2 separate regions of the Triticum aestivum genome follow, and region 1 is linked to region 2. A link is a contact called in public Hi-C data. All regions are on one chromosome and are shown on one strand. Each heading gives the region's core, a stretch centred on a gene start, on an enhancer-like site or on the middle of the called end of the contact. The rest is flanking DNA. Distances are from core to core; before and after follow the strand shown. Region 1 holds the start of LOC123093836 (COP9 signalosome complex subunit 1). Region 2 holds the start of LOC123093832 (26S proteasome non-ATPase regulatory subunit 11 homolog).

Region 1 (7,613 bases), core at 891-3,390, 300 kb after region 2:
TCCCGACGATCTTCTCACTGCTGGAGATGCTAAGGTGGAGCCAGGGGCTATCCTGTTAATGGATCAAGATAATCACGGTTAGTAACCACTATTCTGCTTGATGGGTGTTCTAATCAAGAGATCCAGATCCTAGTTATCTTAACTCTAAAGTATTATTGTTAACAACTAGAAATGCAGATCAAGCATGGCTGGAGAAATGCTTGGAGTTCCTCAAGTAGAATCCTGACGCCGGTGATGTGATCCATGTCACCCACTCCAGATGCTCGAATGTTGTCTGTACTTTGGTGCTGGTCCATAGTATTTTGGCCTCAAAATCCTTTTCCAGAGGGAGTCTGTTTTTATGATTGCATATATCAATTTCATGGTATGAGATTGCTAACCGGACCTGCATCCCAGTTCTATATAGAGTCTGGTTAGGATAGTTTAGCTTCTGTCTTTGTTCCAGCTTCAGCCGGATCTTCAGCAAAGGCAAATATATTACGATTTGTCAACTTGTATTAAATCTTATATTATAGGAAGAGGTAGATTTTATTTTTGCAGGTATTTGAGAAAAAAAAGGTCTATTGTCATCTTGCATTCCATCACTGTATAGAATTCCAAGACAATATAGTTATTCTTTTGTCCACAAACATTCAAGTTTTAACGCCTAATACTATGTTTATGTGGTTTTGTTTCTATCCAGTGATGAGGCTCCTGTTGATCACTTGAATCTGAATAAGTGGTTAACTTTGGCAATCTTTCATGGCAATCTGTCAGATTTAATGGTATTACTGTTCTAGCTCAGTTGAAAAGTGTTACCTACATACTCTATATCTTTCTCAAGGGATCTAAGAGATGGACAGCGCAGACTGAAGCTGGACTGAAGCGGATTGCACCAAATTTGTCTGGACTTAGTGGATTGTGTGTCTGACTTCGGTAATCTTCGTGGAACGTGACGGCTGACTCCTGACTGGATGAGATGTGATTGCGTGTTTGCGTTGGGATCTTCTTGCCGGTCATGGCCAGGTGAAGCAGAGGTGCCGGCGAGTCGGCAATAAGTGATGTCTGAGCCAATGGGATCCGATCCAGCAGCTGGAGTAATGTTCTAGCTAAAGCTGAAAGGTGCTAAAACAACACAAGTATCCGTCCGAAAGAGAAATCAGACGCTGAAGTTCCAACGCACACGAGTTCAGACCTCAGAACCAAATCAACAGCGACAGTTTTGTTCCTTTTGGAAAATCAGCGAGGCTCCACTGACAGACAGACAACGGAACCTTACTACGGAGTTGGGTTGTGGCTCAAAAGGAAAACTGAAAAGCTAAACATCCAACTAATAAAACAGTTCAAGTTTCTCTTATAAAAAAAACAGTTCAAGGGCAGCAGGGGATTCAGTCATGGGCTGAAGAGCAGAGCACACAAGCTCAGACGTCTTTTCAGTTCAGCGATTGCACTGAAACACTAGCGTGAAAAACGTTCTTATATTATGAGACGGAGGGAGTGAAATGTAGCCCCAGCAGCAGGATATACAACGCAGCTCGTCCCAAATGATACACGGTGAAGAACAGCAGACAAATTATTACTAGTCGCTACCACAGTAACAAATGGATTTAACAGCATCAAGAACAACAGACTAATCGATACCACAGTAACACATGGATTTTTTTTTAAAAGAGCCTACTCTAGTGACACACCTTCGCGCCCCGTCTTCCTCCTCTTCTTGCGCCGCTCCTGGCCACCCGGCGCCACCTCCGCCTCAGCCTCGCCGTCGGGACCCACGCGGGCGCAGCGGAAGGCGTGGAGCTCGGCGGCGGCCTCGGCCGCGCAGAGGACCAGCGCGCCCGCGCCGGCGGGCAGCGCCGACGCGTCTCTGGCCGCGAAGCGGCTGAACACGCGCGCGGCCTTGCGTAAGCCCACCGGCTTCGACGAGACCACCGCGCCGCTCACCGCCCTCATCTCCGCCGCCGCCGCTCGAGACCTCCTCGCTCGCCGGGACCTTGGACCTAAAAAGTGTAGAGCACAGCACGCCACCAGCCAGCCCACCATATTGTATAAGAGGTTATTTCGGCCTGTTAGCCCATAAGAATTATTGGGCCAACGCACGTGACCCATACCCGGCCCAACGTAACTTTACATATCTGCCCGCACCACCCGTGCTATTTCCAACCCAGGCCCTCCGTCTTTTCCCCTCCTCGGCATCTCGCCTCTCCCGAAGCTTCCGCCTCCCCCGTCTCTCTCTAGGGTTTTGCGGCGAACCCCAGCGCCGATCCCCGGCAGCAGCATGGACGTGGACTGCGAGGTCTCGGCGGCGGCGGCCGCGGCGGTGACGAACGGGCTGGGCGGCGGGGAGCAGGCCGCCGCGGCGCCGCCGGTCTCCGCCGACCAGCTCGACGTGGAGGCGTACGCGGCGCAGTACTCGGGCCGGACCCGCGTGGCGCGGCTCCTCTTCATCGCGGAGCGGTGCGGGGTGGAGGCGATCCAGCTCGAGGCGCTGCGGATGGCGCACGACGAGGCCAGGGCGCGCGAGGACACCGTGCTCTACCTCGACGCCGTCCTCAAGATCAACGGCCGCCTCGGCCCGCGCTACCGCCACGACCAGGCCTGGGTCGACTCCGTCAACCGCCGCGCCGAGCAGCGCAAGGAGAAGCTCGAGACCGAACTCAACGGCTACAGGGTGAGAAAACCCTGCCCCTTCATTGACCCCCTGTTCTGACCGCGTCTCTGAATTTACTGCATCGTTCCCATTAGTTTCTGCCTAGGATGTGGTGGTTGCGTTGATCCGTCGAGGAATTGGGCCTACCGTGTTGGTATTCCTTGCTGATCTGTCTGGTTAATCATCATTATCATAGACGGCTTGGTTTGATGTAATGCCTACTCTGTGGAGTGTGGATGACTCTGATTTGCGTGGTGCGAGTAGTAGTCTCTAATTTATAATATTAGCCTATGCTGTGTTCCCTTACTATGTGCAAGCCTAGTGTTCCTTGCATGAGCATAATTTTCTATGCTGTGATGATAAGATAGTAAATTGTCGTTACCGTGCACATTGCTTACGCTGATGTTGGTAATTGTTTGATCAGGGTGCGGTGCTGAACTATAGGTGTTATCTAGTTATTTGGGATGACAGTCATGCACGATTTCTCTGAATGCAATCCTTTTGCCGTTAGGTGATGTTGTAGGAAAAGATCATCGTGCACAATTAAACTCTTTACATGGAAACAATCACTGGAAGTAAATAGAGCCATTAGCTGATTTAGCCATTGTTCCTAATATTAGCAGAATCAAGGTAAAAACAAGATATTTCATGCCAATATTGGCCTAAGGGAACTGTTTCCCAGTATGTTCAGCCATTATTCTTTTTTGCCTCTGTGATTAGTTTGTTCATTATTACATATGAACCCAGACTTTGGTTGGTGCTAGACTTGGCTCACACATGTACAAGCCATTATCTAATTTATTTGCAGTTTGTCGAAGACAGACACACAAGCCATTATCTGATTTTCAGCCATTATTCTGTATTTTCTTGCCTCTTTGTTTTTGTGGCATGCCTTCCCACGCTTTGTTGCCTCTATATATGCTGCTAGGGTCCATGATAGAAATGTGGTTCTGTGATTCAAATGTGAAATTTACCTAATATGCTTTTATGCATTATAGGAACAGTCAAATGGTTTAGAACATATGATTGTGAGCACACTTGAAATTTCTTTGAGCCTGAGTTTGTGCTGCCAGAGCTTCCTTTGAGCCTGAGTTTAAGGCCCGGTTTGCAGTTGCCGAATTTTCTTGTGTTGGACTTATTTTATATTTTATTACTGAAAAATAGCTACGGAATTGGGATAAGTTAGCTAAACAAGCAGTAAAATTGGCAAAAGGTAGTTAGATAAATGAATTGGCCTGCTGGTTTAAGGATGGGGTGTGGGCAGTGTTTATCGTCTAGCACAATGTGAGCTCTAGGTATGTGATAGATGCTGTCTAGGGTCCACAATTACTGCATCTGTTATAGTGAGTCAATAATAACAAACCTAAAAGAGTTATGATTAATTTTTCTGTTAATCATGCAATCTCTATGCATGGGCCTATTACAACAGTTTAGGAAGGCATGTAGTGTTGAATATAGGCATAATATACGGGGTTTTTTCCGATACGCACAGGTGTGCGTATCATATGTTAAAGAAGAGAGTGGGGAAGACACCTGCTACAATGTTATGTTACATTCTCATCTACACAACCCACTTCCACCTCTATAACATTGCATAATATATGTTGAAAATCTATAAAATATGTGGAAGTGTTTATTAGATCTGTTGTCGTATTCTTTGTTCTTTGGCATTTGAATTCTGGTTTAGTATATTTGTTTGTGGCCTTGGCGAGTTGAATGGTGACGTCATATATGTATCAAACAAGTGACTCTGCATTTATGTTGCTTCTTTAAATGCAGACTAACCTGATCAAAGAGAGCATCAGAATGGGTTATAACGACATTGGTGACTTCTTCTATGCTCATGGTCACCTTTCGGAAGCCTTCAAAAGCTATATCCGGACACGGGACTATTGCACCACTTCCAAGCATATAGTTCAAATGTGTATGCATGTGATTCTGGTTAGCATTGAGTTGGGACAGTTTGCACATGTTACCAACTATGTCAGCAAAGCAGAGCAAACCCCAGACACGTTGGATGCTGTCATTGTTGCCAAGTTGCGAGCAGCTGCAGGATTGGCCAACTTGGAGACAAAGAAATACAAACTTGCTGCCCGCAAGGTTTGTCCTCCACCTGTTCTGTTTCTTGTTTTTTTCCTTGAGCTGAGCTTTCTTTGCGCCTGTAAACTTTGAAGTTGATATTACAGAGATGATATATGATTGAAACTTCATGTTTGGTATTCCTATCTTGCTAGTTCTGTTCTTGCAGTACCTCTTTCGAGGGCCAGTAGTGTACTCTTGTTAAACCCCTACTTGTTTCAAGATATCAGTGAAAAGTCTTGAACAGATTAAGTGATTTGTTTGTTCCTTTAATATTCTGTGAAGTTACTATTAGTGTATCATCGTACATTGTAAATAAATTGACAAGTATCAGTAGTCATTTGTGGATTAGACAGCACACCGAATTTTTTTTCTGACAGCTATCAGTACTGTACTGTAGTTTAAACGAATTTTGTTTACTCTCTTTGTTACAACTGGTTAGCGTAACTATGTATGGAGGTTGTTTCCTACAGCTAGTAGGTCAGGCACATTGGGACTTGCCTCCCATTTATAGATAGTATGTTGTCCAAAAAAAAAGTAGTAAAATAGGCAATGTCTTGTATTTTTTCCTAGTATAAAGTATTCCTGCTGATATTTCCCCTTTCCCTGAAGTTTCTTGAGACAGGACCTGAACTAGGAAGCAACTATTCTGAAGTCATAGCTCCGCAAGATGTGGCTGTTTATGGTGCCCTTTGTGCACTTGCTTCTTTCGATCGTTCAGAACTTAAGGTTTACCTCTTGTTCTTCTTCTTTTGTTGTGTGCCTTTTGTATGGTTGGTCGGTTTCGGTTACACTGAAACATGCTTGTTTGTTTATTTTGCCAGAGCAAAGTTATTGACAACATAAACTTCCGTAACTTTCTTGAGCTAGTGCCTGAAGTAAGGGAGCTGGTCAATGATTTTTATGCAAGGTATGCTTCTATTGGGACAGCTTTTAGTACTCCAGTATTTTATCGTTCTTGACCACCTTTTCAGGGTGGTGGTTGTTTTTACACTTGCTACTCTGATAGGATATGTCGAAGATTTTGCAACTGTTTGTTTTTTTACTATATCATCAGAGCTCACATATAATACAACGTATATGCTTTTGTTCTTTTTTCAATATACTGGAAACCCTGTGTCAAGCAGTAGAACTTGCACTCACAATTCATAATAATTTCATAAGTATTGGCGCTGGCATAATTAAAATGATGTATTCAACCTTTTCTTTTTGTTCTCCTCTTACTGTGTCTAACTCAAATACAGTAATTGCTATAAAGAAAAACAGAGTAGTTAGTTTTCTAGAAGGAAAAGGTGTCTGGCAATTGGTTTCAATCCCTAGGGGTAGGGGGTATCATTCTATTACTCTCATTCTTTTGTACGCCACATCAGTTACTTACTGTGTCTCAGCATAGATATATATCATATAGACAGCCCTTTCTTGGCAATGAGGGTTTTAGCTTGTGTGTTCAGATATGACTCTTAGATGCATTAGCGATAATAATAGTTTCCTATAATTTTACACCTTATTTTCTACAATATGGTGTCAATTAATGTGCCCTTTGGGTTTTTACAGTTTCAGATACCACGAAAGCTTGATTACCTGTACAACATTTTTTTGGTTCCAAAGTTGGGCTCCAAGTCATTTGTTTGTGTCACTGCTAGATTAGGTTGTAGTTTTTTTCCAACCGATTTGTGTCAAATAAATATGCTAACCATGAAAATGTCCAAACTAGTCGCTATGGATCATGCTTGGAGCATCTTGAGAAGCTAAAGCCGAATCTCCTTCTGGATATCCATCTCCGTGAGCATCTTGGGACTCTGTACAATGATATCCGCCACAAGGCTATCATACAGTACACGCTTCCGTTCATATCTGTGGATCTCAACACAATGGCTAGTGCCTTCAAGAGCTCAGTGTCCATGCTGGAGAAAGAGCTGGCTGCACTGATCACCGAGAACAAAATACAGGTACCCTTAAAAAGATTTCTCATCTTGTTGCATATACCTGTATAATAATTCTCCTATTATTATTCTGACCTGCTTCTTGGTTACCTTTTGTAGGCCCGGATCGACTCCCACAACAAGATCCTGTATGCGAGGCATGCTGACCAAAGAAACGCAACCTTCCAGCGGGCCCTTGAGACGGGCAATGAGTTTGAGAGAGATATCAAGGCCATGCTCCTGAGAGCCAACCTCATCAAGCACGATTTCAACCAGAAGAACTGGCCTGGACAAAGGAAGATGAACTTGTGAGCTCCGAGTTAAATGCTAAAAGGTGGCTGTCTCCTCCTCCGCTTGGAAATACGGTAGTTGTTTTGGGACAAAGGGTGCAGTGGCACGTTGAGAGGTTTCGGTGAAGTGCCTTGATGGCCGAACAATCAACTCTGTTTTTCTTCTTTCTGTTGGCTCTTATTAGGTTATGAATGTTGCTGGCACAAACGGTTTATGAATAGGTTTTGCATCTGGAGATATGATATAAGTACCTGGCTGCCATGTTCATTCTGATGCCGTTCCATGTGGTTTAGAAAGTTCTTTTAACCGGCATAGTCGTGGTGCGCCCGAGGATTAGATGGTCGGTGAAATGTCAACCGCGTAGCATGTGGTGGTTTGCATGTTGATTGTGCAAAATTGGCTGATCTGTGTGACTTGTTGGAACTTTTGATTATTAATCGCCAAATGGAATCTTGCGCATGTGCCAATCAGGCCAGACCATGCCCTAGAGCGCAGCGCAACTGGCAGCAATCTGTGGGATCACAAAGAGCTGGTTGCTTGGCCGCTGACTCGGAAGGATAGGAAGCAACGTCGCACATGGCAGGACAGATGAGGGACGATTCTCGAAACAAATTTCGTTATACATTACAAAAGAATAAATCAAATGGACAAGAGATAAAGACCCCAACGAGTCTTGTCTGTGTGTGTCTAAC
Region 2 (7,697 bases), core at 1,288-3,787:
ATTTTCAACTAAAAACCCAAACATGCAGAATAAAGTGTCAAACAGGCAGGATTAAATGTCTAGAAAGAGACTAACAGAACTGTTACAAGATGAAACCATAGCCAACAGATAAACTATCATGTGGGTACTAGTGTTCAAGCCATGATCTTTGCGGACCTCATGTAAAGACTGTCCACAACCTTCCCAACGTTTGAAATAGTTTCGAGTGTGGCAGGGAAGATGGCCTCAGTTTTCTGCTCCTCAAAGATAATGAGGCAACCAGCACCTTGATCCAGAGTACCAGCAAATTTCTTGTCAAGGATCATCTGTGACAGCTTCTTCTCGACATGGTCAACTGGCAATTCAATCATCTGCGCGACATGCTCAATCTCCACCCTCGAGTAGGGCTCAATCAACCTGCAGAGGTTCTGCTCCAGAAGGGTATCATACAGAGATGAAAGATGCCTGTGGACAATAGGGTCCTCCTCCAGCTGGGCTTTGAAATCACGAAGGGCGGTTTCAAAGTACTTGAGAGATCTTTTAGAGTAGGCATCAGCCACAGCTTTCATAGCATCAACATCAGAACCCACATACTTCAGGCTAGCCTTAGATGAGATTATTCCAGCAACATCGTCAGCCTGGTTGACCATTATCTTGCACAAGAGCATGTACTTCAAGCTGGATATAGCTCTTGGGTCGTCCAGTGCATTGAAGGCCTCGAATGCTTCAAAGAAGTAGCTGTAAGCAGTTTTGTAGTCCTTCTCTTCCGCATGAAGGATTCCACTCTGCAGATCAATAGTGCCCTGCTGAGCTGGTGGAACATAAATGGCATTCGCCGCTGTTCTTGCGGCGGTCAGTGAAGCTTTGGCCTTAGGCAGATTTCTCAGAGAGAAGTGGAGTTTGCTTTCCAAAAGGTCAATGTCCACAAGGAGCAACTTGTCATCAAGTCTCCTGACTTCCTTGATAAGTCCAGTAAGGAGGGTCAGGGCTTCAGTGTACTCTTGATTCTCCAGAAGAAGGGCCGCTAACCTTGCCTCCACACGCTGCCTGAGGAATGTACGTTTCTCTGCACGCGTCCATTCCACCATCTCCTTGCAGAGCGAGATCTGAAGATCAGATGTTCCAGGAATCTTGGCGACAGCATCAATGATTCCACGGACAATTTTTGCAGTCTTGGCCTTGGGAATCAGTGAGAAAAACGGCCTCAGCTGGGTCAAGAGATTTCGCAGATCCTCGGCACGGTTCTCTTTAGTGAGGTAGTTTGTAAGGTTGGTAATCGCAAGCTCTTTTGTTCTCAGTGCATCTGCAGATGAAGACGGGTCTTGGATCAGACGGTAAAGGATTGAAATTGACTCTGAAGCATCCTTAGCCTCCTGAGCTTTTTCAATTGACTCAGTAGTGGCAGGAAGGTACGATGACTCCATTGCAGAAGACATGATCCCACCCTAAACTGCGAACAAGAAACAAATGCCAAGTTACGAAGTGTTAAAGAATAACATAGTAACACACTCCAATACAAAATGCTAAGTGAACTTATGAATTTTCTCCACGGCGCCTCCAATTAACAGATGAAGAACACAAGGGTGTGCATTAAACCCCCAACCACTACAGATGCCGTTTACTTTAGCGACACTAACCAAGTTAGTTCTAAGTTCTAACACTATCTGGAGTAGTTGATCATGGCAAATGAACCCACATATACCATGACAGGTCAGGAAACACACACACCGTACAAAAATCTTCAGTACAAAGTGGATACTAGTGTTTCGAGTCATCGTCGATGATATAAGCACCGTTATTCAGACTTACAGACTTACAGGACAACCCCTAGAGCGCTACACGTGCGTCTCAACAGCGTCCCAGCACCATACTGTACAAGGAATCATCCGGGGTGCTAAGTTGGCATAAATCAAAATACTAGATATGGTGTCCAATTCAGGTAGACGTGTTCGTCGGAGCATGAACTAATTAAATCGGTGAAACCCTGTGCTACACCAGCATCTCTAACAAATCGGCAGTAGAATTGACAATTGCCCTTCACCAAGCTAGGCCGCAACAAGAGCTCCTGAAGCCTAATTGCGATAACCAGAACCCCTGAACCCTAACCAGGGATAAACAGACACAAGGCATGGGAGAACCGTGCTGCCCTCAGCAAGATCCAGTTTCTCTCTACGCTAACAAACTCGTCAGACTTCCAGAACACGCAAGGTCGATCCAGCAGCGGGTTTTCGCGGAGTAACAACGTCGGCAGATCCAGTTGCCGTTGGCACCGCACCAAGCGGCGGATCTAGAAGGCTGCGCGCATCCGAAAATCGGGGAGGCGCCAGCGGGGATGGCAGCGGGCTCGTACCTGAAGGTAGGCGGAGGCGCGACGAGATGGAGAACGGGACGGCGACAGCGACGGCGGCGACGGCGGCGGCGCGAGAGGGTTCAGACCTGAGGGGTGGAGGTGGCCGGTGAGGAACCGAAGGAGTCGGGAAAAGTCGGGAGAGGAAGAAGAGAAAGAAAGAAAGGTTCGGCGGCGGCGGAGAGAACCTTCCGTGTAGATGGATTTTATTTCTATTTTTGGAACTTCGTATAGATGGATTTTGAATATGAATCGAGGCCACATATAATATAAATTGCAAGGTTCTAAATTAACAGTTTGTCTCTCGTACACCCCTTAAAAGTTGGGAAAAGCTTACCTTCTACCGGCCGATTGCGCGCGCCTGTCTGCCGGCTCCGTGATCTATGTTTTATCAGATGGTCGAGAGCACTCCCACGTTCGCTAGAGGTGTGTCTGTTCCCTGCAACTTACTTCTTGTTTGAGGACAGCCATTCCTGTAATTGGATAATAGAAGGGCGGGGGGGGGGGGGTCATCTCGCAGGAGCGTGGGCTCGTGTGGCTGGGAGTGTGAGCGGCTGGATTTGGGAGGGCCGCGGACGCGGCGGCGCAAGGCGTTGGGTGGCCGGGGCTTATCCGACGCGCTGGCATCGACGACTGGCTCGGGATCGGTGGTGGCCGACGACGACTGAAACAGGTATGGTTCATAGATCCCTTCTCCCATTTTCTGGCCGATGTGGCGATGGTGGTGCTCCCTGCTATTTCTCTTGTTTCTGCAATAGAGCATTTGTTGCGGGAAGTAACGAGTAGGCATGCGGTCTTGTTTCTGCAACAGAGCGTTTGTTGCAGGAAGTAACGAGTGGGCATGCGGTCTTGTTTCGGCGACAACGCTTTTGTTGCGAAAAGTAACGAGTGGGCATACGGTCTTGTTTCTGCAACATAGTGTTTGTTGCGAAGGTAATGAGTGGGCATGCAATCTTGTTTCTGCAATAGAGCGTTTGTTGCGGGAAGTAACGAGTGAGCATGTAGGGTGCGGGCACTACATCGGACGGCTATCAGCTCGGGGATCTAACGACCACCGAGGCGGCGGATAATATGTAAACATTGGCCGGCGGATGCATAGCAATGCCCTTAAAAGTTTACATGAATCTTAAAGTTACTTTAAGATTGATTTTGTATGTAAAAGATTATGTTACCCTTTTTGATTCAAGGGCTAACTTTTAATCTTCACCTTTAATTTGTATCGAAGCAAAGATCTTAAATCAAACCAAACTAGAGCCTTCAGACTCTGTGATTAGCTTATGTAGGCGTGAAGAGACATTTGTGTAATCTTTCTTTAGTTTTTTTTCTATGCGAAAGCACTGGGAAGTTCTATAAAAAGATTTTGTAATTCATGCTAGATGAGAATTAGGAAAGTCTCATATACATTCAGTTAATCAAATAAAAAAATGCACACGAATCTTCACGTGAAATCAAGTAGTGCACGAGGCAAATGAGACTTAGTTAATTCTCTTTTAGATGAGAGTTGGCCACATCATAAAAGAATTAATCTCTACTCCTAATGTCTCAGTTGGTAGGTCGCGTCTCGGGTTTTATTTTCGTCCCACCTCATCCGGTCTTTTTTGGTACTTCTTTGGTACTTCCTCCCACCTCCCCCTCAGCCGTGAAAAACCAAGAAAAACCCCGCGATCGAGTCCCGCACACGCCCAAACTCCCGTCGTTATCTCTACTCCTAATGGAGCAGTTGGTAGCCTTGTACGGTTTATTTTCGTCCCACCACTTTCAACCGTTTTATTTCGCTGGTTTTTTTCGTCCCTCCCCCACCCCACCGGTTTAGTATCGCGTCACCCTCTCACACAACGAAAAAAATCTTAACGGATCATAACTTTCCATGCTGGTGCAAGTTATTTTTAGTAATGTCTTTATGTGAAAGAGTCAATCACGATCAATCTCTAAATACCAAATCTAAATTAATTAACCTTACCTTAAATTGCTCAATCACATTAATTAGGAAACAAAATAACCGATTTTAAGAAAATATCTACTCTTAATGGAGGGTATTACATACCAAACATAGGTACGTCATTAGCTCGCTTCCTTCCCTTCGTCCCTCAGTCCCATGCTCGTGGCGCTGAAGTGGCATCGACAGGCGATGGCGGCGAGGACAGCACGTGGCAGCCCCTGAAGCACGAACGCGACTGCACCTCGGGTCTGCCGTCTCCCAAGATATGGGTGAGTTCTCGTGATGCCCACCCTAAACCCTCACGTCCTACAAATTCCTCAACCTCTACCATCTCGATTTCGTCCATGCTCTGATCCAAATGACGATGCAGCTCCGGCCGATTGACAATGGAGGTTTGCCATCCTTCCTCTCAGCACCCACTCCTGGAGGAACGACACGCCATGCCGATCGAACCCGGTCGAGATCACTCACCAAGATTGCTATTCGGAAGAAGAGTGGGACGGGATCTGCACTTTTGTTAATATAACATATACTTGTGCAGGTGCAGGTTTTGTTTTAAAAATCCAATTTGTTTATCCTTTTGTCGCTGAAATTGTTTACTAATTATGTCATTGGTTTTATTTCTTCTAGATGTTGTATATTCTTGGATTGAAGGGACTGTCTGACAAGGTGAAAGAGCTAATCTCTACTCCTAATGATCATGGGCTAATCTCTACAGTTTATTTTTGTCCGGTTTTTTTCGTCCCACCTCCACCCCCTAGCCAGCCCCACCCCTCGATCTTCTCCAAGTTTCCGGTTTTCTTTTTTCATGCAGGAAATCAGGACACAATCTATCTTTCCTTTAATGCACATCTCCCCAGTAAAAAAATCAGGACACTATCCCCTCCTTCCTATTAACACTAACACACATTTCTTCTGAAAATCCGGGACGTAATCCTCTCCTTCCCACTAATCTCTCTTATATGGCTTTCCCATAATTATGTCGGTCCTGCTCAGTTTGATATAATTCAATTTGGACGAAGGACGCCAGAGATTAACTTTCGCTGGCAGAGAAAGAGACTAGGGATTGATTGGTTTTAAACATTGGATTCGGTATTAGCTTAACATCTGCAGGAACAAGACGACCATAGGAAAGGCTGGCTTGCTCGACCTGCATGTTTCCTGTATATTCATTCTCTCTCCAATTCTAATACAGTCCAATTGATCATTGTATATTTATCTAATCATGGTTCCTATATCGTTTTGTATGGCTACGTGATGGGGTCGCATCCACATGGGGGAATATCGCAGATTGGATCGGAAGCAGGCCGCACAGATGAACCACCCCACCTCGTTGTCTGCCTGCACGATCTCCATTAATATCCAGCGCCGCCTCTCGAGTGGACGACCTGCATGTCGCCAACAACACCACTTACCTCTGCGCTCCGACCAAAGATCATTGTCCAGGTGAGGGTACCTCGCCGCAAGCCCGCAACAGTTGCCGTCACTGTTGATTATTCGTACTCAGATTAAGTTTCAGGCTCAGTCGTCTCTGTCGTCACTCGTCAGCGCACAGACGATGGGTTGGTGCCATACTATCATGTGGCATCTCCGTCGTTCTGGGCCGGGAAGATAACAGATTTTCAGAAAACAAATAATACATTTTAACCTAACTTCCTTAAATTATGCAAATCAATCGATTCCTTTTATTGGTTCAATTTGTCTTAGGAAACAAATAACAGATTTTTAGGAAACAAATAATACATTTTAATCTAACTTTCCTAACTTATGCAAATCAATCGATTCCTTTTATTGGTTCAATTTGTCTTAGAAACAAATAACAGATTTTCAGGAAACAAATAATACATTTTAATCTAACTTCCTTAAATTATGCAAATCAATCGATTTCTTTTATTGGTTCAATTTGTCTTAGGAAACAAATAACAGATTTTCAGGAAACAAATAATACATTTTAATCTAACTTTCCTAACTTATCTAAATCAATCGATTCCTTTTATTGGTTCAATTTGTCTTAGGAAACAAATAACAGATTTTCAGAAAACAAATAATACATTTTAATCTAACTTCCTTAAATTATGCAAATCAATTGATTCCTTTTATTGGTTCAATTTGTCTTAGGAAACAAATAACAGATTTTTAGGAAACAAATAATACATTTTAATCTAACTTTCCTAACTTATTAGTGAAATTTGTTTTAGGAAACAAATAACAGACACGTCACAACTTTCCTCCCAATAAATAGTTTCTTAACATTTGCAAACTTTCCTAATCAGACACGTCACAAACGGGCAGGTACTGATATCACGTTATCCAACAATAAAACCCCATTTGCATAGAAATCAGTTCAAAAATCCTAACTTTCCTAAATTTTTACCTTTCCTTGATAACAACAAACATTTTCTATGTTTTCCATCGATATTAGCATTTTTTTGAACTGAGATCTCCGGGTTATGATTTTTTTTGTGATTCTTTCCAATTGTGACCTCTCCTTCCACTCCGGCTCCTTGTCGGATAAACACCTCCACCACAGCCAGGTGACACCGCCCCAGACCTCCTGCCTCTCCACAACTTCTCCGCCACCTCCTTCTCGTACTCCATTAACAATCCCTCCGCCACATTTGTCCACGGCGGTGTCGAGGGCATGGTGCAGCAGCGTACCAGCGGTAGAGCAGCGCATAGCAGCAGGAAGCAACACGCAGTAGGCGAGGCTGAGGGGGCGGCCGGCAGAAGATGGCCATGACTGGAGGCGGCGCGAGGCAGGGGGCAGCAGACGGGGCGAGCGCAGCCAGCGAGAGTGTGGCGCGCGACCAGGGTGTGTGTCGCGCGGGGCACAGTGGTGCGGTGGCTGCGGCGAGCGCGACGGCAGCGGCGGGCGCGACCGACGCGGTGTAGCACGGGCGTGGGCATGGAGAGGGAGTGGCCCCGCGGGCGCGGAAGAAGAGCGGCAGGCTCGGGCATGGGCGTGCATAGGAGCGGGCATGTGCCACGGGGTCAATCCGAGGAGCTCGGTGGCTACCCCTGCAATGGCCATGGCGGACGGCGGTTCTCGGCCACGGCGAAATACCTAACGAGAGCAAACGAGAGGGGAGACAAGGGAAAGGCAAGAGGAGATCATGGCGGTGTCAATGGCGCCCTAGGCGAAGACATGGGAGCTCGGGGCGGCGCGGATCGAACGGCAATGTCGCGGTGGCCCAAGGTTGAGGAAGACGGCAGCGACATCGATGCGGGGGTGCTGGACTTGATCTCGTTGGCGCAGACGAAGTAGCGAAGGCATTCGGAGCTCCTCGACAAGCTCCTAGCCCGCAGGGAGGGCAGTGGCCATGTGGACGGGGTCGGTCATGGTGGCCGTGGCGTCTGACTTCCTCCAGATCGACGGGATCGAGCGAGCGAGGAGGAGAAGTGGATTTGGGAGGGGGCGTCAAGGAGGAGTGA

What was found. A called contact is a pair of places that touch in the nucleus more often than the background predicts.
Region 1: a contact with region 2 is called in a Hi-C map of leaf, with 3 times the contacts expected there. The contact joins the promoter of LOC123093836 here to the promoter of LOC123093832 in region 2. A contact is called at or near these places in 2 of 5 Hi-C or Micro-C datasets (both in leaf).

Annotation. Positions count from the first base shown.
Region 1 is chr4B:646,062,669-646,070,281 of IWGSC CS RefSeq v2.1, forward strand. LOC123093836 (COP9 signalosome complex subunit 1) reads left to right here and starts at 2,141. Exons shown (of 6, transcript XM_044515890.1): 1 at 2,141-2,650; 2 at 4,409-4,729; 3 at 5,321-5,437; 4 at 5,533-5,618; 5 at 6,423-6,657; 6 at 6,751-7,188. The coding sequence starts at 2,258. The coding sequence ends at 6,942. LOC123093838 (a long non-coding RNA gene) reads right to left here and starts at 2,003. Exons shown (of 2, transcript XR_006445614.1): 1 at 1,671-2,003; 2 at 1-52. LOC123093837 (RHOMBOID-like protein 2) reads right to left here. Exons shown (of 4, transcript XM_044515891.1): 4 at 7,521-7,613.
Region 2 is chr4B:645,757,721-645,765,417 of IWGSC CS RefSeq v2.1, forward strand. LOC123093832 (26S proteasome non-ATPase regulatory subunit 11 homolog) reads right to left here and starts at 2,538. Exons shown (of 2, transcript XM_044515885.1): 1 at 2,330-2,538; 2 at 1-1,429. The coding sequence starts at 1,415. The coding sequence ends at 135.